3 separate regions of the Sus scrofa genome follow, and regions 2 and 3 are each linked to region 1. A link is a contact called in public Hi-C data. All regions are on one chromosome and are shown on one strand. The core of a region is the stretch at or near the end of the contact, and the rest is flanking DNA. Distances in the headings are between cores, read along the strand shown. Region 1 holds the start of SELENOV (selenoprotein V). Region 2 holds the start of PAK4 (serine/threonine-protein kinase PAK 4). Region 3 holds the start of LOC100521972 (zinc finger protein 546).

The links. A called contact is a pair of places that touch in the nucleus more often than the background predicts.
Region 2: a Hi-C map of liver shows a contact between it and region 1, with 4 times the contacts expected there. The contact joins the promoter of PAK4 here to the promoter of SELENOV in region 1. A contact is called at or near these places in 2 of 47 Hi-C or Micro-C datasets (liver and mesenteric adipose tissue).
Region 3: a Hi-C map of liver shows a contact between it and region 1, with 5 times the contacts expected there. The contact joins the promoter of LOC100521972 here to the promoter of SELENOV in region 1. A contact is called at or near these places in 2 of 47 Hi-C or Micro-C datasets (embryonic fibroblasts and liver).

The regions. Positions count from the first base shown.
Region 1 is chr6:48,160,512-48,165,137 of Sscrofa11.1, reverse strand. SELENOV (selenoprotein V) reads right to left here and starts at 2,710. Exons shown (of 6, transcript NM_001166045.1): 1 at 1,874-2,710; 2 at 324-348; 3 at 154-207; 4 at 1-48. The coding sequence starts at 2,670.
Region 2 is chr6:47,867,674-47,872,299 of Sscrofa11.1, reverse strand. It overlaps PAK4 (serine/threonine-protein kinase PAK 4), which reads right to left and starts at 2,696. Exons shown (of 10, transcript XM_005664597.3): 1 at 2,487-2,696.
Region 3 is chr6:48,416,517-48,421,142 of Sscrofa11.1, reverse strand. It overlaps LOC100521972 (zinc finger protein 546), which reads right to left and starts at 2,426. Exons shown (of 5, transcript XM_021094380.1): 1 at 2,321-2,426; 2 at 1,670-1,969. The coding sequence starts at 1,678.

The DNA of each region.
Region 1 (4,626 bases), core at 1,461-3,960:
CACAAACACTTCAAACGCCCCGGTCGCCTGGGCAGATATGTCCTCCTCCTGAGGAAGGAAGGTTGGGGGTTGGGGAGGCTAAGAGCTCCCTTCCAAGCCCTCCAGGGGGGGTCATGGAGCCCCAACAGCCCCCCACTCCCCCAGCGCACTCACAAAGACTAGACAGTTTGGAAATTGCTGCTCCAGACTCTTTTTCAGTAGGATGTACTGTGGGGAGGAGATGGGATCACAGGGTCACAGGTCTTGAGAGGAGGGGGAAACAGGAACTCTGTCCAGATTTCGGGGCCCACACGCCCCCCACCGCCACAGTCAAAACTACTCACCCGGAGGCCGTAGCTTCAGAGGCCACTGGAGGCCAAGGCAAGAGGGAGGAGGCAGAGAGAGATGGAAGGAACACATGGCATCAGTCTCTCCCTGAGCCCAGAGGGACGGCCGATCCCCTCCCCCACCCTGCTCAGAGCCCTCCCACAGCACATCCACCTCAGGGCAAAACCCACAGTCCTCCCCGTGGTCCTCAGGCCCCCACAGGACCTGCGCCATCATCCGTCGGCTCCATCTCCCCCACTGCCCCCTTAGCCCACTCCGCTCCAGCCACAGGGACCTCCCAGCTCTTCTTCCAACTCCAGGCATGTCTTGCTCTGGCCTGAGGGCTTTTGCACGCTGTCCCCTCTGCAGAATCCCATCTTCCCCTGGTATCTAAACAGCTCCTCTCTCCCCTCTTTCAGGTCTTTATTCATATAACACCTCCCCAGGGAGGCCTTCCTGATTACCCCAGTGAAGATGCCTTTCTGTTTATTGAACAACACAGGGAGTCATATCTCACCTCTGTGCTAGAATATGATGGAAGATAACATGAGAAAAAGGATGTGTGTGTTCGTGTGTGCGTGGGTGTATGTGTGCGCACATATATATGTATATGACTGGGTCACGTTGCTGTACAGCAGAAATTGACACAACACTATAAATCAACTATACTTTAATTTTTAGAAAAGAGAAAAGTGGGAGTTCCCGTCCTGGCACAGCAGAAACGAATTCGACTAGAAACCATGAGGTTTCGGGTTCGATCCCTGGCCTTGCTCAGTGGGTTAAGGATCCGGCGTTGCCGTGAGCTGTGGTATGGGTCACAGATGTGGCTCAGATCTGATGTTGCTGAGGCTGTGGTGTAGGCCAGCAGCTACAGCTCTGATTAGACCCCTAGCCTGGGAACCTCCATATGCTGTGGGTGCGGCCCTAAAAAGACACAAAGCAAAAAGAAAAAAGAAAAAGAAAAGAAGAGAAAGAGGAGGGAGATGAGGAATCAGGGAGAAGAAGAAAGAGACACACACACGGTGGGGGAAGGAAAAGAGTGAGTTAGAGAGAGGCAGAGAACAGGAGAGAACTGGGACTGGAGGGGAAGGCAGGGCCCCCTCCCAGCCACTTTCAGCCCTGCTCTCTGGGAGGTCAAGGCTGGCCCCTGGGGTTGCTGTTGTTGACACAAAGGTTCAACTCTAGGACCCCACATACCGAGGACTAAAGTCACCCTCCTTCAGCCTCTGCACAGCACTGTTCCCCCCCCCACCCCCAATTTTGACTCCCCTACTCCTCCCCACCCTCCCCACACCACTAAGTAGCCTCCTCACTGAGACTTAGCGGCAGAAGCGCCACCTGGGGGTGGGGAAGGCTGTCCCGGACACTCAGTCTCTGGAGTTGACCCCTTGTCCTCGTAGGGAGGCTCTGCTCACACTCCAGTCCCAGCAAGAGAGTGGATGACTGAATCCAGAGCTCTCTGGTCCAAGGAGAGTGAGTGGCAGGTGGAGCTACCCCACCCCCGCCCCCGCCCCCGCAGCCCTGTCCCCAAGGGAGGAAGCGGGCGTGGGCGGGGACAGCCCCTCACCAGTAGACGACTCGAATCAGGATCTTGTTGTCCACTTGGATGTTCTCGCTGGTGGAGGCCAATGCGTTCGTAGAAACCGGTAAGGCGACGGCCAATGGGATGGTCGCCAGGATGGGCGTCCCTGGGACATGTCCAGAAGTGGAATCTGTCAGCTTGGTGGTGGATGAGTCGGTCCCAGCCCCCGGCGTGGACTCCAGTAAATTAGTGGCCAACGGAGAAAGCGCAGGAAGGGGCTCCTGGACGGGAACGAATCCATTGGCGACCAGTGGGAGGTGCTTCGCCCTCGGGGTTGGCGTAGGATCCTCATCAGGCGACAAAGTGAGTTCGGGATCAGGTTCCAGGGGCGGATCCAAAGAAGGCAGGGCTGGGTTCGGGAGGGATTCCAAAGCAGGGACCAGGACCTGAGATAGGGTCGGCGTTGGGATCCCGACCGTGGTCGGCACCCGGACCGGGGTCGGCACCTGGACCGGAGTCGGGGTCCGAACCGGCGTTGGGGTCCGGACCGGAGTCGGGGTCCGAACCGGTGTTGGGGTCCGGACCGGAGTTGGCGTCCGGACGGGGGTCAGGGTCCGAACAGGGGTCGGGGTCCGGACAGGAGTTGGCGTCCGTACTGGAGTCGGGGTCCGGATCGGACCCGGACCCGAGGCCGGGACCAGATTGGGAGTCCGGACCAGGAGGGAGGTCCTGGCCAGGGTCGAACCCCTGGCCGGAGTCGAGGCCCGGACTGAGGCCAAGGGTCGCAGCGAGGCCGAGGGCCGGACAGGGGAGGGGGCTGGGGCCCGTGCCGGGTTATTCATGGGGGCCAGGGTCGGACCCCAGGTAACCCGGGTTGGGATCCCGCCTGACCCCCCTGCCTTGGGCCGCGGGGGCCTCATCTGCACAGGATTCTGAAATGGGAGGCGACCACAATGGGGCGCTGTTACACCGGGTTCCATGCGGCAGGCAGGTTCTATCAACCTGAGCAGGGGATGGAGGGGGGGGATGGGGCTGAGATCACGGGGATCTCGCCAGTAATTCCCATCTCTGGAATCCCCACCTCCAGGGTGGAGAACACACAGACTGCCAATGTCCCTAACCTTCATGCGTTCACTATATGTTTGAGTGGCTGCTGTGTGCACAGTCCTATGCTGGGTGATTCCGGGGACACAGCAGGCAGGAAAGCTCAGGTCCAGTGATCAGGCTCCCTGCCAGGTAGGGGAGATCTAGCCATTACCAAACAATGACGGCCCAGTAAGGTCAAGGCCAGGGTGGAGGAGGCCCAAGCAAAGGGATTAGAGACGGGTGAGGAAGCACAGGGACTTGTGGGATCCCAGAAGAGGCATCAGAACCAGTCTGGGGCAATCAGAGAGGGCTTCCTAGAGGAAGGGACAACCGAGAGACCCAAAGAAAATAATACTCACACATTTTACACTCATAGAGTGCTAAGTGCTACACATGTGCCCACAGCCAGCAAGTGGCAGAACCAGGATTTAGATCCCGGCTCTCAGGCTCCGGGTTCCTGGCACAGAACCACTCCGCCAAGGGCTCTAACACACTGTGGGTTCCTCCAGGGTGAGAACTTGTCTGGTTCACTGCTGAATCCCCAGCTCCTAGAACCAGTCCTGGCACACAGTAGGCACTCGATAAATATAAATATATTTTTATTTTGAAACAGTTTTAAAATGAGAAGTTGGGAAAGCCATACAGAGAATTCCTGTGTAACTTTCACTCTGCTTTCCCCAGTAACTGACACCAAACCCAAGTTCGTTCTGCTGGAAACTCTACAGGCCAAAAACCCAGAGATAAATTGTTGGGGCAAGGAATAACGACTTCAATGGGAAAGCTAACAGACCGAGAAGATGGCAGACTAGTGTCTCCAAAAAACCTATCTTCTCAATCTGAATTCATGCTCCGTTTATACAGAGGAAGGGGAGGGGCCAGTGGTCACTCACAGTGGCTTGTTTGGGGAAGGGCCCACTGCAATGCCAACCAATGGCAGAGCAGGAACGCCAAGGGTCACTCACCAACGGTTGCCTGCTTACATAACAAAACATCTTATGTAACCACAGTACATTGTCAAAACCAAATGGTCCAATACTATTAGGTCAGTACAGACCTGATGCAGATTCGTGGAAGGGGTTCGAGCAGAGAAATACCGCCCACTGTGCTTCTCAACACCCAAGAGCCCCTCCTATGTTAACCCTTGGGCCTGGGTCCAAAAAACCAGGACCAAGAAAGACCCTGGGAGTTTCTGCTGTGGCGCAACAGTGTCTCTGCAGCACCAGGACACAGGTTCCATCCCTGGCCCAGCACAGTGGGTTACAGGATCCAGCGTTGCTACAGCTTCTATGTAAATCACAGCTGCGGCTGGGATCTGATCCTGGGATCAGATCTGGCCTGGAAACTCTACATGCTTCAAGGCAGCCAAAAAAGAGAAAAGAAAGAGAGAAAGAGAGTTCCCATCCTGGCTCAGGGGAAACAAATCCGACTAGGAACCATGAGGTTGCGGGTTCGATCCCTGGCCTCGCTCAGTGGATTAAGGATCTGGCACTGCCATGAGCTGTGGTGTAGGTTGCAGATTCAGCTCGAATCTGGCGTTGCTGTGGCTGTGGCGTAGGCCGACAGCTGTAGCTCCAATTAGACTGGGAACCTCCATATGCCGCAGATAGGGCCCGAACAAGACAAAAGACAAAGGAAAAAAAAAAAAAAAAGAAAGGGAGAAAGGAGGAAAGGAGGGGAAAGAAGAGAAAAGGAGGGAGGGAAGGAAAGAAGAA
Region 2 (4,626 bases), core at 1,447-3,946, 290 kb after region 1:
AGCAGCGGCAGCCTCAAGACTAGTGCTAATCCGGAGTTCTGTTGTGGCTTAGCAATAAAGAACCTGACTAGCATCCATGAGGACGCAGGTTCGATCCCTGGCCCTGCTCAGTGGGTTAAGGGTCTGGCATTGCTATGAGCTGTGGTGTGGGTTGCAGACGCAGCTTGGATCCTGCTGGCATACACCAGCAGCTACAGCGCTGATTCGACCTCTAGCCTGGGAACTTCCATATGCCGCAGGTACAGCCATAAAAAGAAAAAAGAAATTAGTGCTTACCCAGTTCCTATTTTGTTCCAGGCCCTAGGCCTAGCGTTTATGCTCTGCACCCTCACAGCAGTTCTACAGGGTAGCCACTATCATTATTCCCATTTTGCAGAGAAGGAAACAGGCCCAGCCTACAGTCACACAGCCTGTAAGTGATGGAGCTGGGTGTGAGCCAGGCACCCTTGCTCCAGCATCCTCTCGAATTACTCCCTAGTACCACCCCAGAGTGCCACACACGGGGCAGCTACTCATCGGCCCCTGCCCAATGCCCCCACCAGGCTGGGCAGCCTAGGGGTCTCACACAGGCCACACGCTGCCCACAAGCCCCCAACTCTGCATCCCTGGCCTCCACTCACACCTTTCCTCCTGCCTGGCCAACGCTTTCCCATCCCCCTACTCGTCCTTCAGAGCTTGCCCAGGGACAGAGTTCTTGGCCCCGGTTGGACATTCTCCGGGTCCCCGGAACATGTCCTCGCAGGTGGCATCACCACTGGTAGAGATGGAGCCATGTATCACAGGCTAGGGGTCTGGGTCCAGTCTGCTCCCACCGAGGGACACTGAGGGCCCTCAGGGGCCAGGGGCTCTGTGTATTTTGTCCACTGCTGCAGACTCAGCACACAGCACCCAGCCCCGTGCCCAACATTCAATCCCCACCGACCAGCATCCTCTGCAGACTCTGCAGACGAGGCAGTGCTTCAGGTGGAAACTCAGGGAAAGGACAACCTGGAGAAATTCCTGCCCTCGAGGGGCCCAGCATCGAGATAGAGAACAATAGCGAGATAAGGAGTGTCTGGGGGCAGGCTGGTCAGGCGCAGGTTCCAGATTAGAGGCAACTGGAAAGTCAAAGACCTGGAGGGAGGCATGAGCCCATGGAGCTGAAGAGCAAACAGGCCGGTGTGCTTGGACCTTGGGGAGGGATGGGGAGAGCAGTAGGAAGTGGGATGGGCGTGCCTGAAGACCATGATGAGAGCCTGGGGTTTTAAATACAGAGAACACCCGACTCTGTCCAGGGTACCGCCCCAGGACCCCCGCCAGAAGCCTGTCAGACTCCCTCGGACTCTGGGCCACCCACAAACACCCCATCCCACAGGCCCAGGGGAGCCTCTCCTCCCAGATCACACCCCTCCATGGAGGCCAAAGAGACAGCCCTGCCCAGCCCAGCCCCCTGCTTCCAGGAACAGACCTTCAGCAAGCTACGATGTGGTGACTAGGGCCAGGAGCTCTGGGGTCATTCAAGATTCAGCTTGGAATCTGCTTCTGTCACTCAGTAGAAACTCTTTGAGCCTCACTTTGTCTGTCTGTAAAGTGGGTCCATCTGGTACCCACTTCACAAGATTATGGTATAAGTCCGGGCACACAGGGCGCTGAGTACAATGTTAACTCTCATTAAGCATCAACCAACATCATGAGAATCTGAGAGCCTGCGGAGCCTACAACTCTGAACCCCGAGTTCAAATCTGAGCTGCACCACTTACTCATGAGAAGACCCTGGGCAAATCACTTAACCTCTTAATAATGGCACCAAGCCCATAAGGTTGTGTTCACGATCAAAGGTAATGTAAAGCATTTAGAACAGAGCCTGACACACAGTAAGTGCTCTAGGAGTGTTTGCTCTTATTTTCATCATCTGTGGGAGGAGGGCTTTCTCCTCTTCCCCTCCCCCGCCCCCCCCCGCCCCCGCAGGAAGCACCCTTGACCTTGTTCTTGAATGTCCTACCCCTCCTCTTCAGCAACACGTCCCACCTGGGTTTTAACTTCTGACCCCTGAGAACATCACCTGTCGGGCCACCAGGTTCTGATCTTTGCCCCCTTTGGTCAGGCCCCACTTTTGATCCCATACAGATGTCCCCCAACCTAAATCTCATTCATTTGCTCCACTAGCTGCTGCCCTAAACCTCCAACTCTCAGACCCTCGCAGGCACATCCTCCCTTCAAATTGACCCCCATTTTTTTAGACATTCGCCCCCCTGCCCCTCCAACACGCTCCTACTTCAAATTTCCAATTTTGCACCCCTTCGCCACGCCCCCTTTGCTACCACGACCTCTGACCTACTCTACACCTCCCCCCTGTTCAACGTAGACCCGCGACCCACCCACGACGCGACCCTTTCCTTCGCGAGTCAACTTTGACCCCAGCGGCCCCGCCCCCTATTCCCGTAAACGCTCTCCCACCGCCATCGCCGGACCCCCCCCACGTCGCCTGGCCAGATCGCTTATCCTACCGGCTCGGCACCGCAGTCGCTCGCGGCCTAGCTGCTCGGCCCGGAACTTGGCGCGCTCACGCCGCCCTCAGCTCTCTTGCGCCGCCGCCACCACGGCCACTGCTGCCGCCATGTTGAATCCCCAACGAACATCCGGGGCTTTCCCCCCTCGCCGCCCACCAGTCCCCATAGCAACGGGGCTGACCGGCCCGGGGCAGGGCCGGCTCAGGGGCGGAGCTGGGTGCCCGGCAGGGTCCGCTCCAGCCTCTGATTGGTGAAGATCGTCCAATCGGAAACCTTAGGGAGGAAAATGCCAAGCCGGGATTGGAAAATTTGGAAAGGGTGCGGGGAGGCTGGCTCCAGCCGGCTGAGATTCTTAAAGGGGAAAATGGTTAGGCGCCTGCAACAGTCCTTCCCACCTTCTCTCAAAAGCAGTCATGGGGGGTAGAAGGCAGGCATGGGTGATTATGGCCAGAAACAGCTTTTGAACTTTTACTATGTGCCAGACACCCCGTCAAGTGCTTTACTTGCATTATCTTGCTGAATACTCGTCACAACCCTGTTATTAATATCCGTTTTACAGATTAAAAACTGAGGTTCAGCGGGGCGAACTAGCTCAGTTGGGATCATAGTCAATAAATAGTGAGTTTGGACGACCTTTGTCTGTCTGAGTCCGGGAACTTGACCTGGAACCAGGACACTGATTGATCTTAATCTTTTTAATAAGTTTTTTCAAAAGTATTTATTTGATTTGTTGGAGTTCCCGTCGTGGCTCAGTGGTTAACGAATCCGATTAGGAACCCTGAGGTTGCGGGTTCGATCTCTGGCCTTGCTCAGTGGGTTAAGTATCTGGCCTTGCTGTGAGCTGTGCTGTAGGTTACAGTTGCTGTTCGGATCCCACGTTGCTGTGACTCTAGTAGGGCGGCATCTACAGCTTCGATTCGACTCCTAGCCTGGGAACCTCCATATGCCGCGGAGGGGCCCTAGAAATGGCAAAAAGACGAAAAAAAAAAAAAAAAAAGAAGTAATTGATTTGTTTAAAAAAAAAAAAAAAAAAAAGGAGGGGGAGGAGGATGGGAAACCCCCGTAAACTAAACATTTTTTTCCTGGATTTCACTCACTGGTCTCCAGCCACTTTGCTAAAAAAAAATCAAGTACTCATCTACCTCAAGGTCATTGCATTGACTATTCCTTTTGTTGGGCATAGACTCTCCCCCCTGGTACCTTCATGGCTCCGTCCCTTCTCTTCTTCAGGGTTTTACTCAAATGTCACCTTATCAGTGGGACTGTTCCTGCCCACCCTGACTAAAGCAGCCAAAGTCCCTCTCACATGCTACTAAACCACTTACCTTCTCTGCTTTTTCTTATTTTTTGTTCCTCTTATCACGTTCTAACAGGCTAGATGATTAGCTAATCATAGTTATTGTTTTTCTCCTGCTGGAATGTCAGCTCCATGAGAGCATGGATTTTTGTCTGTTTTGTTCACTGTGGGCTGCCCATTTGTTGAATGGATGGTTGGATGAGGTGTAAAGCCACTTTTTCAGAGATACTCTTAAATGTTTAGTGCATCTTCCCTGCCCTAGCACAGTGTCTAGCGCATGGTGGGCATTTAATTAACATCTGTAGCAGCAATGAATGAGTGACTGTGTAATGAGGTTTTTTTGTTTTTTTGTTTGTTTGTTTGTTTTGGCCACCCAGTGGCATATGGAGTTCTGGAGTTCCAGGGCCAGGGATCAAATCTGAGTCACAGCAACATCGGCTCCTTAACCCACGATGCCGGGGATCAAACCTGTGTCTAAGTGCTCCCAAGATGCCCATGATCCCTTTGTGCCATAGTGGGAACTCCAATGAGTTTTTTTTTTTAAACCTATACCTTTATCTACTGTTTTTTGTTTGTTTGGTTTTGGTTTTTTTCTCCCTGTTTTGGCATATCCAAGGCATAAGTAGTCTCTGAGCTGGGGATCAGATCCCAGCCTCAGTTGCCTAGGCCATAGCTGCGGCAATGCCAGACTCTTAACCCACTGTGCTGGACCTGGGATCCAACCTGTGTCCCAGGCTCCAGAAATGCCACCAGATCTTGTTGAGCCACATCAGGAACTTTATCTAAGTTTTTTTTAAAAAACTGGTATTGGAAACACACATTTATAAGGAATTTTGTATC
Region 3 (4,626 bases), core at 1,177-3,676, 260 kb before region 1:
GAAATCTCTCCTTGTATTTGCAGCTATAAAGAGGAGACACATTCTTTGACATAAACCTAAGAAAAAGAATGTAATAAGACATTAAATGCAGTACCGGAGGTTCAGTCTTTTCCTTCTGTCTTATGTAAAGATTCACATGAATATTTATAGTTATTACATCTTATTTTGTTTCCTACTATTATAAATCTGTCTTCCAAAATGTTATTTGCATTAAAAGATTCTTGGACAGGAAAAGTGATTGCCATGTCCTGTGAAAACAAACTTAAAAATCTAAAAAAAAGTATCCTGAAGGGCTACCTTATTTGATAAATTGTGCTATCTGAATTGCTCTTAATTAATTTAGGTAACACTAAACTGTGGGAATTTGGTGCTGTAAGTACTTGGAAAGTTTATCACTCTAGAGGGGGTCACTGGCACTTTCCTCTTCTTCCATATTCATGGAGGTAAAAGAAACCTATGGTTTGGATTCATAGAGTTAACGTTTTCTAATGGGAGTTGAGTCTATGTCCTTTGAGTGCTCAAGTAGAACAGTTTCTATTCTGCACACAAACACATACACACCACACATATACAGGTGCAGAAAAATGTGCTAAAATAAACCTCCCCAAATATTACTGGTGATGCTATTTTAACTTTCTTTTTTATAAGTCCCTCATGACCTTCTTAGCACAGTGGGCAGTGCATCAATCTCATATAAGTCTCTCATGTAATATAACTGAATAACTGATTGTTTTTTTCAAAAAGCAAGCATTAATTCCATAATCTTATGTATACAATCTATACCCAATTTTTTTTTAAATCTTAGAAGCAATTCTGTTTGACATGTGTGGGAATAGTAAGGGAATCAGTGTGACCATTTTAAATAAAGCCTACCAATTCTTGAACATTCTTCATTACAATAAGATCTTTTTACTGACAAGTTCTTCCCTGAATGGACATGTCAGGTGAGGGGAGTGTGTAGACTAAATAAGAAAATATGGGCAAAACAGAACAGGTTTTGGTTCTCTTTCTCCACTGAATAATCTATTGAAATACTGCTTTGGGAGTTTCCGCTGTGGTGCAGTGGGTTAAGAATCAAACTGCAGCAACTCGGGTCGCTGCGTTGGCGCACAGGTTCCCTCCTCAGCCCAGCACAGTGAGTTAAGGGATCCTGCATTGCCAGAGGTGTGGCAGTGGTGCCAGTTGCAGCTGGGATTCAGTCCCTGGCCCAGGAACTTCCATATGCTGTGGGATCGGCCACAAAAAATATATATATCACTGGATATAACCCTTGTAAAATGTCTCTGAATCTCAATAATAATAAATGGCACTCATAAAATTTGAGCATTATTGTTCATCACAATGACTATTTCTTTACTCATATTGTTCATTTTTCTTTTGACAACCTTTCTTTCTTCTTTTTTCTTTTTTAAGAGCACACCCATGGCACTGGACACTTCAGAAAAAAATGCAAATATTTCCATGTACTAAAAGCAAAAATGCATTTATGAACAAAGAGGAAGTAGAAACTCACCTGATCTGTACTTTCAATGTGCAACAATTTTCCCTTTCTCCCCAGGATCCCCTTGTGAAGAATGGCAGAACTGGATAAGAAGGAAATCGGGAGACACCAGGCCTTTCTTAGAGCTGAGACAGAGAAGGGACCCTCTAGGGCCACATCAGCACTCACCTCACACATACGGACCGGATGGGAGAAGGAGGCTGGAACTTGTCTTTGAAATCACAGCAGCTTCCTAGAATCCGAGGTATGGGAATGCTGCGGTTCCTGAAAAATGTAGCAGCAACCGCAGCGCCTGAAGTAGGAACGCTTCCCATCATTTCATCCCAGGAATCTGTCTCCGAGACAATTCTAGCTTCAATAGCCCCATCCTTTGTCCAGGACTGTGCCTTCTTGCTGGGAAACTTCCTCCTAGGGCCTTCATCTTATTGGACTTTCCTCTTGAGGACAGCTCTGTGCCGACACCCAGGGCTGTGAGGGGAGGGTGGGGAAAGCAGCAGGAGTGTGGGTCCGTGACGCTCACCACTGAGGCAAGCACCAGTATCAGACTGACAACCGCGCACGCCGACAGGAGCCCCGATTCGGTCCTGCTAAGTGTGGGTGTGCAGGCGCGCGCAAACACACACACGCACTACACACAGCCTATCACACTCAGACACACGATCCTCCTCTGCTCCTCCAGCCCCCACAGGCCCGAGGCTGCAAACACAATGGGCCCGGGGCTCCACACTTTGGGGGCAGCTCCACTCCCACCCCTACCCCAGGTGAGTCCCGCTCCGCCTCGCCTGGCTCCCACTTCTCCCCAGGATTCCATTAACTCACCTGCGGTGGCTGAGCCACCCAGAACGCCCGGTTGAGGGCCCTCAGGGTCCAAGTTTACGCCTCCCCTGGGGCTTCTGGGAAATGTAGTCCACAGCCGGAAGGCGATGTGCTCGGGCTTTGAGTGCGCAGGCGTATGTGCGCCGCGCGGATCTGGCGTCTCTGGTCGCCCCGCGGAGACCGCTGACCAGCGTTGTAAGCCGAGCGACCTCCCGACGGGAGCGGTCCGGCAGGTGCGAGCCTCTCGGGACCCTCAGAGTGCTGCGCCGCCGAGTGCAGCCGTGGGTGCAGCCCTGAGGCCAAGCGCGTAGGGACGGATTCTGTCGGTTTCTTCCCTGAGGTAGTCTGGGCGCCTGGTGCACAGGTGTGTGGCCCATCGTACCTGGCTTCGTGAGCCTGTGTGTGTGTGTGTGTGCCCCGCTGTGAGGGCTTCGGCACCTACTGCGCGTCTGGCTGAGAGTGAGCTGTGTCCCTGCATGTAACTCTTTGGGGAAGGGACGGTGTGCGCCTGAAGCGGCATTCGAGGGTGATTCGTACCTGAGCATGGCGGGGAGTGGCGCGGCGGGGACTGTGGGCGTGCGGGGCTGTGACCGGGTGATGTGTGTGTGTGTGTGTGTGTGTGTGTGTGTGTGTGTGTGTGAGGGGCTGGGTGTGCGGGGCGCTGTGTGACTGCGGCAGTTGAGTGGCGGGTGCAAGCGGGGCTATGTGAAACGTGGGTGTGTGATCTACATATGTGCTGACTGGGTGTGTGTGACCGTGTGCAGCCACAGACAGATTATAAAGACAATATGTTGCATCTTCTTGCAGCATCAGCTGTTATTTCAAGATTTGGAGCAAAGATTTGCGATTTATCTGTCGAATAATTTTGCCTTTTTGTATAGAATCACATGAAGTTTTTTCATAGACAAAAACACAAACTGTGGGAACTTCTACAAATTTTTAAAAATTATTATCTTTTCATCATAGCCAGTTTACAGTGTTCTGTCAATTTTCTACTGTACACCGAGGTGACCCAGTCACACGTACATATATACATCCCGTTTCTCACATTTTCATGCTCCATCATAACATGGGAACTTTTTTAAAATTTGAGGGAATTCTTTCTACCCTTCTGTGCTGTTAGGAGTGTCTGGCAGATAAATTTGAGAATCTCAGACTGAGGAGATAGCTTTATGCCTAGAAAGGCACTGTGCCATAGAATCATGAGTGGGCAGTTAGAGTCTGATGCTAACACATTTGTCCCTTTCTCTTCCCTTCCCTTTGTGAGCAGTTCAGCCCTAAAGCCATAGGATGGGCTTTAGAGCGGGTCTTGGCGCCAGAGCAGGGTGAGGAGGGTGTTGAGGCAGGGAGTAGCTAGGTGCTGACTGAAGGGCTTATTAGGGGTAATGCAAATGGTTACACCCTCTGGTATGGGAGTGTTAACCTGAGCAGCAGCATAAGGAGGGCATCCACACTGGAGGAATGCCCTACAGGGGACTTCAGAGCTCAGGCTGGGTGAGGAAGGCTGTGGCTACCTGTGGAGCCCAAGTGGGGGTGTTGGAGACGCTGATATTGGTTGAATAGGAGAGTGGATGTCAGAACCCAAGTGGTATGGGGAGAGCATCTGTGTGGGAAAGGCCATTGCAGCAGTGATAGGAGTTTGTTACATGTGATGGAGGCTGGGATGGGGGTGCTGATCAAAAAGTAAAAATATCAAGTGCAATGGGAGCAGCCAGGCTTCTCGCTGTCTGAGAAATTGCAGATATGGAAAAGGAGAAAACTGGAATGAGTCTTGTGATGGTGGGTTGAAACTAGATGTACATACAACTATTATTCATCTGGATCGACATACAAATAAAATCAGCAAGTGCTGGGCCACTGAGGTCACCTCTGGGGAGAGGCCTGGCCCTCCCTTGCGGGGCTCTGGGTTCAGCATCTGCCTGGCCTGATGTGTCCCGGCTTCAGCAGGAAGAGTCCACTGGAAACACCTGTCCTATCACATAAAACAGTAAATACACCTTAAATTCCTGAAGAAAAGGCAAAATGCACAAGTAACACATGGGGATAATTTGTGAGGATGAGTAAAAACATGGTGCAGTCATGAGGACACTGAACACCATCTTCTGGCATCTTAGGCTTCTTCATCATCCTCTCCCTCTGAGGCTGATATGGAAGCCTATGTTTGAATCATCTGGGATGGCTGCAGTGTGATCTGTGCCGTCATGACCTGGTTTCTGGACTTGCAGACAGCGGTGACGTTTGTCATGTTGCCACACTGCTACACAGTCATTTTTGATCAACAGAGTCCTTGCAAACTACTTGGCAGAACA